Regions from separate parts of the Mus musculus genome. Here region 1 is linked to region 2. The links are chromatin contacts, called in public promoter capture Hi-C maps. All regions are on one chromosome and are shown on one strand. The core of a region is the stretch at or near the end of the contact, and the rest is flanking DNA. Distances in the headings are between cores, read along the strand shown.

Region 1 (4,831 bases), core at 1,944-4,443, 580 kb after region 2:
CATACATACACACACAGGAGTTACTGTAGCAGGCACTGTATATGTAACAGTGAATACATTAAAGTCCCTGTCCATTTGGACTTAATTCATGGCTAGGAGGAGGCAGATGATAAACAAACATACAGTAAACGCTGCAATGTGAGATATACTATAAAGAAAAATCTTACTGGGTGTGGTGGTGCACACCTTTAATCCCAGCACTGTGGAGGCAACGGCAGAAGGATCTCTCTCTGTGAGTTCTAGGCCAGCCAGGTTTACATCTTAAGTGCTCGGAGAGTTAAAACTAAACAGAGAGACCCCTCGCTCACAAACACAAAGAAAGGAAAGAACGAACATGAAGTTGGATATGTGGTGCATGCTGGTAGGGCCCAGTTGCTTAGGAGATGGACAAAAAATGATCACCTGAGCCCAGGAACAGGAAAGTCACAGCGAAAGGAGAAAGATGGGAGTGGTGCTCAGCTGGACTGGGTGGCAGGGAGTGGGGTCTGAGAGAAGAAATGGCGTGCAATCACCAGCTTTCATACACCTGGGATAGAGCAGAAGGAGTAATTATGTGAGAACAGAGAGAGGCATTGGAGCCACCCAGTGCTATGGCCTTGAAGCAAGGATGCTTGTTTCGGTTGTCTGAGATCAGGGAGGGAGGACGGTAAGGCTGGAACTATAGCGATGGTCAACTAGCCCAGCCGACCACCAAGGAAAGTTCCTAAGTATTTGGATCTCCTGGCTGATACTATTCTGTGAGCTTATGCTTTAACATAGGGTGTGTCCAGGTTTCTTTTTATCAAACTCCACAGGTTCAACAGCAGTGGTAACTATCACCATATAGTCTAGACGTGTTTCAATGACTCTTGCTTCATTCCTCATCTCCCTGCTTTGCTATAATCTGTACATGGAGTTATGGGCTCTATGTCACGTCTGTGGCACTTAGACTGTGAGCTCCTTCCAGTACTACCAGGCCTGCTCTAGCATCCAGCCCCTGGCAACAGGACCACAGAATCGACACCCTATGACGTCGACACTAAAGGGTTACATAGCACAGTGAACGTCTCCCAGCTGTGGGTCCTCATGAATCAAGCAGCAGCACAGAAAGGCTGTGGTAGTTTCGCTGGGTCTTGTGGCTTAAGGGCAAAGCAGGATCCACTTTTCCTGTCAGGGAAGCCTAGGTCCATGGGAGACGGGTTTGCAGAAGTCTCTTCAGAAGGCACTCCAGCACAGGACTCAGATGGAAACCAGATTTGAGCACCATGGTACCAAATAGTAGAGAATAGAACCTCTCAGAATTAGCTCTCACAGGAAACTACAAACAGGAACACTAGAAGAAAAGGAGCCCCCAAGACACCCCTGAGATGCTGGGGTGCTTCAGAACACTTTGTATCTGCTATTTGAATATTCTAAGTCCGTGACTCTGGTAAACAGGATGGGTAAGAGCCCAAGAGGGTTGCTTCGTGACTCACAAGCCATTTTTGTTTGTTTGTTTGGCGGCACAAGTTAACCTGAGATCTACGGAATGCTTCTGCTTATTCAGTCTGCCTTATCCACTAATACAGACAGGCAAATTGCTTTAATCAGCAAGGCTCAGTCTCTCCATCTCTAAAATGGGAAGAAGAGTATCCACGAGCTAAGTTTACTCTAAGGTCATGACTGTAGCACAGTGTTCACATGCACACAGTGTGTGGTCCCATTTTGCTGACTAATAGGGCAGGCAGAGCCATGTAATTCTGTGGATTACTTGTGGTTTCCCAAGCATGTTGCTTCACACCCCACTCACGCTGTCCCCCCAGGCCTGGAATATTCCTCTCCTACTAGAAGTTTCCAACCAGCTAACATGCCACTCTGCCAATGAGCCTCTAAACCAGAGAAGAAAACTCACTTCAGTATCTTTGTATCCTTCCAGCATTTTTACAGAACATGGTTACTTGTATAGGGGTCAACAGGGGGATCTTTTTTCTGCCACCCTAAGAGTAATAGTCATTACCGCTGCCATGGCTAGGGTTCCCATTGCTGGGAAAAGACGCCACGACCAAGGCAGCTCTTATAAAGGAGGATATTTAATTGGGACTGGCTTACAGGTTCAGAGGTTCAGTCCACTATCATCATGAGAGGAAGCACGGTAGCATCTAGACAGACACAGAGCTGGAGAAGGAGCCAAGAGTTCTACGTCTTGATCTGAAAGCAGTCAGGAGAAGACTGTCCTCCAGGCAGCTAGGGTCTCAAAGCCCCCCCCCCCCCCACACACACACGCACACACATACACACAGTGATACACTTCCTCCAACACAGCCACACCTACTCCAACAAGGCCAAACCTCCTAAGAGTGTCACTCCCTAAATCAATCATATTGAAACCACCACAACCACTATAATAAAAGTCAGTCTGTCAAGAAAGGGGTATAGCAAATGTATTTGCTTATAGTATTATATTATATGGCACAGCCAAGGTGTCCCATATTATATTTGGATGACAACGCATGGACAGCCTTGGAGAAATATGACTGAGAAAAAAAAAAAAAAAAAAAAAAAAAGGTCTGACCTCGTAATAACAGACCTGCCAGAGAAAACCACAGCATGACCTAGTGTTCAAATTCTTCCTGGCCTCTGAGACAATGAGCCTTCTCAGGAATGGGGAGTGACAGTGTCAATATCACCTATAGTCAAAAAGGTAGGGCAGAAAATTTCTCCATGGACAGCTTGGGAAAGTTAAGGAAATCTTAGACTGGGGGGGAGGGGGGGCAGATTTTGGTTTGTTTGACCTGCTCTGGGGTAAGAATTCTAGTCTTAGTGGCTTTCTTGGGGGTAGAATGGAGAGCAATAAATAGGAGGGCAAGAGACATGGGCTTTTTGTCTAAAGTTATCTCTGCTGTTAGTTGTGTTGGTTGATTGCACTGAATTTCATTCTGTAGCTCAGGGTAGACTAGAACTAAATTGCCCAGGCTAGAGCTTTGAACTTGCAGCAATCTGCCTGCCTTAGCCTCTCAAGTACTGGGATGACAGGTGTAACCTGGCACACTGGCCGTGGAGACCACTTCTAAGACTTCCCTGGGGGGGGGGGCGGGTGCGGTGAGTGGGTAAGAAGAACCCTAACTTTGGTTTTCTCCCCGTTTCTGTTTCTGCTGCTGTCAGTGTGGTGCATGTAGACTGGAATATGACTCCATTACAGGTCCTAGCAGTTTGGGTGTTTCTGTTTGGGGCAGTGCTGGGCAGGAATCCAGGGCCTCGCTCATGCAAGCCAAATATTACCTCACTACCCCTTGCTACCACAGGTTCCTTTGCTGTCAGCAGCAATAGAAACCTAAGAGCACACACAAATGCCAGCTGTTCTTTCAAGTAATACAAGAAAAATATCATATCATGTGCCTTGGTCCCTGAGATGAGGGGTACAGGTCACTTAAAGTAAACATATTTTGAGACAAAGTCTTGGGTAGCTCAGGCTGACCTCAAAGCTGCTATGTACAGACGGTGAGCCTCCTGCCTCTACCTCAAAAGCACTCGGAGGGCCGGGCGTGGTGGCACACGCCTTTAATCTTAACACTCGAGAGTCAGAGGCAGGTGGATTTCTGAGTTCGAGGCCAGCCTGGTCTACAAAGTGAGTTCCAGGACAGCCAGAGCTAAAAAAAGCACTAGGATGATAACTGTGTGCCACTAAGCCAGGCTTTATCCAGGCCATGGGAATCGAACCCATGGCCTGGTGCCATTGAACAAACACCTACTGCCTGAGCTGTATTCTCACCCCTAAATCTCTTTAAGAGAGTCCTAAGAGATGATAACACTTGCTTTTCCTGCCATTCTTTTTTCTTTTTTTCTTTCTCTTTTTCTCAATAAACACAGCACCCAGAAACTCTGGCAGGCAATGACAAGGGACAGTTTGTAACCAGCATGGCCTTGACGGATAAACCCACAACTTAGAAACCCCTCCACCACTGAGCTACATCTCCAGCCCTAGAAACTTTGTGGGTTTTTTTTTTCTTTCTCTTTTTTTAAGATTTATTTATTTATTTCATGTATGTGAGTACACTGTCACTGTCTTCAGACACACCAGAAGAGGGCATCAGATTCCCATTACAGATGGTTGTGAGCCGCCATGTGGTTGATGGGAATTGAACTCATGACCTCTGGAAGCAGCTTAAAGCTAGTATCCATGGGAGATCCGGGGGCCATAGGGCCACTTGGCTATCACCAGAAGTGACCCTTGCTGAGTGTCTATGGAGGCCATTTAGTCATGCCACCTCTCATCCCCTGCTGTCACCCCATATGGTTCATTGTTTGAGTAGGAAACAGGATTCCTTCCCTGAAAACTGTGATTCCTTCCCAGCCAAGGCCACGCGGCATACTTGCATGACTCTCAGATTCTCTAAAGTAATGAAGGCCACGCAGCATGGATAACTCTCGGATTCTCTAAAGTAACGGGTCAGTTTGTGTGCCCCATCCGTTTCAGATTCACCACTTTCAAGTCCAAAGGAGAAAAAATATGATAGGGAACAGAAGGGAAAGATAGGGGAAGGTTTTTTTTATATTAATTAATACTTTGTGTTATAAAAATACATTTGTCTTAACTGTATAAAAATACTCTGTCTTGGTTAGGGTTCTATTGCTGTGGACAGACACCACGACCATGGCAACTCTTACAAAGGAAAATATTTAACTGGGGCTGACTTAAAGTTTCAGAGGTTCTAGTCCATTACATTATCATCATGGCAGGAGCCTAAAGGCATGCAGGCAGACATGGTTCTGTAGGAGTCAAGGGTTCCACATCTTGATCCGAAGGCAGTGGTAGACCGTGTACCACACTGGGAGTAGCATGGGCATAAGAAACCTCAAAGCCCACCTCCACAAT
Region 2 (5,217 bases), core at 1,495-3,994:
CCTTACCAAGAAGCTATAGCTGCTTGAAGTGAAAAGGTAGCTTTCTTCAATGGCGTCTCACTGGATATACAAACCACACTTAAGGGCAGGCTCCATGTCCAGCAGTAGATGAGCAGCTCAAAAGGAACTCACCAGTGGGTTTTGTAGCTTTTTTTCTTTTTTTTTCCTCATATTGCTTTGTTTGGGCTGTTTTGTTTTGTTTCGCCTTACTGGTTTTTAGAGTGTATATTATGGTTTCTGATTTTGTGTTTTTATGGTGTGTGTGTGTTGTGCTTTTTCTTTGTTTTATCCTGCTTTGCTTGTTTGTTTTTTAGTTTGCCTGTTTTGTTTTCTAAAAAGAAAGGGGAAGGATGGATGGAGGTGGAAGGACGGGAGGTGGGGAAAACCTGGGAAGAGATGAGGAAGGGGATGCCATGACCAGAGTATGTTGTATGAAAAAAAAAAAAAAAGGTTTGTTTTCAATGAAAAGGAAGAGTTACTTGGGCTAGTTTCCTTCTCCTTCCCCCCTCCCCCTCCTCCCCCTCCACTCCTCCCCTTCCCCTCCACCTCCCCTTCCTCCTCCTCCTCATCTCTGTGTCTGTTATTTACTTGAAACCCAGATTTATTTGCTCTTGTTTGTATTCATCATTTGAATTTATGTTCCTTTATTTTGGGGATGTGAAAACACAGCATGCCCTACTCAAAAGGTTTATGCAGATAAATATCTCTCTCTCTCACCATCGCTTCTCTGCCATCTCTCCACACATGCCTGTGGGAGAGCAAAACCACCGATTTATGATCTATTCTACCTGTGATTTGCTTTACAGAAACCATTTTCAGGGGAAGTCATCTTAACCCAGTGACTTTGCTTTGGTGGCTTTAAATCTCAGGGGAAGACTGAAACGTCCCCCCACCCCCACCCCCACCCCCCACCCCTACCCCCAGGTGTCTGTTGTGGAAAAACTGGATGGACTCATTTGTAAATTTCCCTGCCCTAATCTCAGGAACATTTTAGTGTATTTACAAGCCGGTATGTGGGGAAGGCTGTCAGGACTCTGTCTGCTTACAGAGTGCAGATGCCACCTGAGACTGAACCGAATGTCAGATGGTGCTCAGTGATGGGTGGAGGGCCTTCATTGAGATAGTGGCTACCTTGATGACGTTCTCTGAACAAACATAACCCAGAGCCTGCCTAAACTCTTTACTGCTTGTACCAGCCCCATGATACTGGGCCTATCTTTCCTTATGGTTAAAGAAAGATATTTTTGCTGGGCAAGTGGTGGTGCACGCCTTTAATCCCAGCACTTGAAAGGCAGAGGCAGGCAGGTGGATTTCTGAGTTCGAGGCCAGCCTGGTCTACAGCGTGAGTTCCAGGACAGCCAGGGCTATACAGAGAAACTCTGTCTCGAAAAACCAAAAAAAAAAAAAAAAAAAAAAGAAGAGAAAAGAGAAGAAGAACGGTATTTTTAATGGAGACTCTAGAGTCTTCTCTACACAGACCCTGCTGCTCAGCTTTTTAAGCCACATTTTGCAAACTCACCTTCTATCTTCACCTAAGTTGAAAATGTTGACAAGGACACAGTCAGAGGAAGAAAGCATTCTTCTGCACTGAGGCTTCTCCATGACATGGACCAGGATCGTCTCGGCAGTCTTCATGACTGTGAGTCTTCCGTGAATCAGATCATATCCTCTGAGAATATTCCAGGCCTTCTCTGAGGGATTAATTATCTCCTAGGTGTGTCTACCCGGCTATCCACAAGCTACAATGCATTTATTTTTTTTTTTTCTTTTCTTTTTTTTTTTTTTTTTTTTTCCATTTTTTATTAGGTATTTAACTCATTTACATTTCCAATGCTATACCAAAAGTCCCCCATATCCACCCACCCCCACTCCCCTGCCCACCCACTCCCCCTTTTTGGCCCTGGTATTCCCCTGTACTGGGGCATATAAAGTTTGCAAGTCCAATGGGCCTCTCTTTCCAGTGATGGCCGACTAGGCCATCTTTTGATATATATGCAGCTAGAGTCAAGAGCTCCGGGGTACTGGTTAGCTCATAATGTTGTTCCACCTATAGGGTTGCAGATCCCTTTAGCTCCTTGGCTACTTTCTCTAGCTCCTCCATTGGGAGCCCTATGATCCATCCATTAGCTGACTGTGAGCATCCACTTCTGTGTTTGCTGGGCCCCGGCATAGTCTCACAAGAGACAGCTACATCTGCGTCCTTTCAATAAAATCTTGCTAGTGTATGCAATGGTGTCAGCGTTTGGATGCTGATTATGGGGTGGATCCCTGGCTATGGCAGTCTCTACATGGTCCATCCTTTCATCTCAGCTCCAAACTCCGTCTCTGTAACTCCTTCCATGGGTGTCTTGTTCCCAAATCTAAGGAGGGGCATAGTGTCCACACTTCAGTCTTCATTCTCCTTGAGTTTCATGTGTTTAGCAAATTGCTACAATGCATTTATAAGAGGCCCAAAGCAAAATCAGAAATTTACTAAAAGCATGAACCTTTTTGAGTTTGTTTAGTTCAATTGCATGACTTTCATGACGTCATGCCACAATGCCAGGATTAAAATTGTCTAAATTAAACACAATGGTTGAGCTCATCATCATGATTTGTTGTTTTGGTTTTTTGAGGGTTCAGATATCAGACGACCTAACTAATTGTACGTGTATGTTTCTTTTAGACTGTGGGAGTGGAGGCTCAGTAAACTGAGCTGCGGGAGCCAGAGGGAGCCCACTGTTACACTTTAACCAGTGTGCAAAGAAGGCTCTTAGGCAATTAGTTACCTGGGACTTTCTCCCCAAGGGCTTGCTCACAAGTCACTGTTGGGATGAAGCTTCATGGCCTTGGAATCCTGGTAGCCATCATCCTCTATGAGCAGCATGGCTTCGCCTTTCAGAGGTAACACCAGGGGCCTAGGCGGGCTGGGTCCTTCCCACTTGTGTGCCTCTCACAGAGCAGAAGTAGTGTCCTGGGATAGAGAGCCAACTGGGTAGAGGCCAGTTCCTTCAGAGACTTGAAGTCGTTTGGGTATAACAGGGTATCAGTAGTACTTTTTTTTTCCATTTTCTGCTTTCATTTTACCAGTGTGATAAGTATACTCAGAGGCTATGGAGATTAAATAAACAAATCGGACCTTGACGAATCGCCTGTACCTTCACATAACACATGATTTATATTCTTCCTGCCTTAACACATAGATATATGAACTAAATAAATAAGTTTTAATCTTGTTCATAGAGCATAGGAGAGGCTAAAGGTAAAGGTATGAAATAGACCTGGATTACACACAGTCATTGAGCAGAGACCGAGAGAGGGTGCTGAGTTACAATGGACGGATAGAAGAACTTAGCTATTTCTTCATTAGCTTCGTTGGAGTGATTTCCTGAGAATCTTTGACCGTAAACTAATTAGGACACAAATGAATAAATGTTAGAGCACACTGAATACATGGGATAACAGTTGCAGCATACCTGCTTGGTTATTATTATTAACTAGGCGAGGCTAAGCTTTAAAATTGACATATAACTTTGGGATGGTGATACTTTTTTTTTGTTTTGTATCTATAACCCTTTTCCAGTTGTCTCTGAGATGGGCCCTTGTCTTCTTCTTACAGAATCGCAGGGAGAGACAGCACTTGATCTGTCTGGGTGGGGAAAAGTCTATGCGTCAAAATCTTTTCTGAGTTAGAAAACCCATAGAATGTTCACTCATTCAGGTAATGTTGTACAGCTGAAGCTGTGTTTAGGATAGCTGGCTGATTCTCTTTTGTTCAGTGTGATTGTCAAGTAGCAAGCAGTAAATTCCATTGTGAGAGACTGGCTGTTAATGAGTTCATACAAAGATCAGAAGTGCTAGAACAGTTGGTGACTCGTGCATCTATATTTTATTAATAGTTAAGTAAGTATGATTTTAGGATCTTTGTAGGTTCTAATATTCCATAACTTGATGACTGTCTTTTGTTAGAAGGTAGCAGCAACTCTGATAACATCATCTAACCCTAACCGTAACCGTAACCGTAACCCTGACCCTAACCCTAATCCTAACTGTAACCGTAACCCTGACCCTAACCCTAACCCAGTTCCTGTAGAGGCAACATCATTGTCTTTGAGTGGTGGGGGCAGAAATCTCTTGTGATTTAGGAGTGTGTTTGACTCATGTACTAGGCTGGACACAATGCTGCTATTTAAATACCTGTCCTATACTTGGGATCTGTTCTCCCCCTCCCCTCCCCTCCCCTCCCCTCCCCTCCCCTCCCCTCCCCTCCCCTCCCCTCCCCTCCCCTGCCCCAACTTTATCAAATGGCTTCTCTATGTTACCCAAGTAGACTCTGAATTTCTCATCTCCTGCCCAAGCCTCTCAAGTCGATGTGCCTGGACTGCAGATGTGCACTACTGAGCTGGCTCCAGGCTGCCATGATGATTCTATACTAAATTACACAAGGTACTCATCGCAACACAAGACACGGAAAGATCTTACCGTATCTTTACAAAATCATCAAGCCTGTGCCTATTCAGTGGAGCTAAATAATGCAAATGAAAGAGACGGGCAAAGGGAAATGGTATGGGCACGAGGGAGAAAACTCGCTCGCACGTGGTTCTTACATCCTTTGCTGCGGCATGCACTCTGAAATCTACAGACAGGTATGCTTGAAGAGTAGGATGAGAAAATGGTTACAGTTAGCCAACTAATACTACATGGAAAACAGTTAGTGCTTGCACATACCTGGAGGACCTACTTGTGAGTGAGAGGAAAAGGAGGGGCCATGTTGGAGACAGAAGCATCCCCGAGCTCCGAACTCTCACCCCTGCACTAGAAATAATAAAATGAACCCCCTCCCCCAGTGTTTCTGAGCTTTTTCAAGAGTAAGCCATTACTACCACTAAAAGAAAAATCTAATTTCATTCAGAGTGACAGCCTTTGATAAATTCTTATTTCTGGGGGTTAGAATTTAAACCTTTCCAGAAAGCAGTAGCCAGCTGGCATTTGCCTGAAGCTGTTCTTTGTTACACTTTTCTTGCCGTGATCATTTTCCTAATAACAGTTTGGGTTGGAGCAATGTCCTCGTGGTTGATTTGTAGGCGCGTGCTGATAACTCTCATCCGTGAAATGCCTTGGAACTACAACCACAAAACAGCCTGTATAAAGGCATAAATACCATATGCCAAAGAGGAAGGCAACTGAAGCCCACATTTCCATATTCGGTTGATTTTCAGGGCCAGATAAATAAATAAA

What was found. Promoter capture Hi-C pulls out the DNA fragments that hold promoters and counts their contacts.
Region 1: a promoter capture Hi-C map of liver shows a contact between it and region 2, with 2.2 times the contacts expected there. The contact joins the enhancer-like site here to the promoter of Cpb2 in region 2. A contact is called at or near these places in 2 of 39 promoter capture datasets (cranial neural crest and liver), 1 of 484 Hi-C or Micro-C datasets (the G1E-ER4 cell line) and 2 of 115 datasets of contacts at active chromatin or transcription factors (astrocytes and bone marrow-derived macrophages).

The regions. Positions count from the first base shown.
Region 1 is chr14:75,817,003-75,821,833 of GRCm38.p6, forward strand. No RefSeq gene overlaps it. Among named protein-coding and RNA genes, the nearest start is that of Gm36271, 15 kb to the left of the region's middle. Within about 2 kb of position 3,194, at least 22 of the 459 cell types and tissues checked have an H3K27ac peak or open chromatin away from gene starts, as enhancers often do. A contact at or near this core is called in liver, where this site is marked.
Region 2 is chr14:75,239,543-75,244,759 of GRCm38.p6, forward strand. It overlaps Cpb2 (carboxypeptidase B2 (plasma)), which reads left to right and starts at 2,745. Exons shown (of 11, transcript NM_019775.3): 1 at 2,745-2,883. The coding sequence starts at 2,813.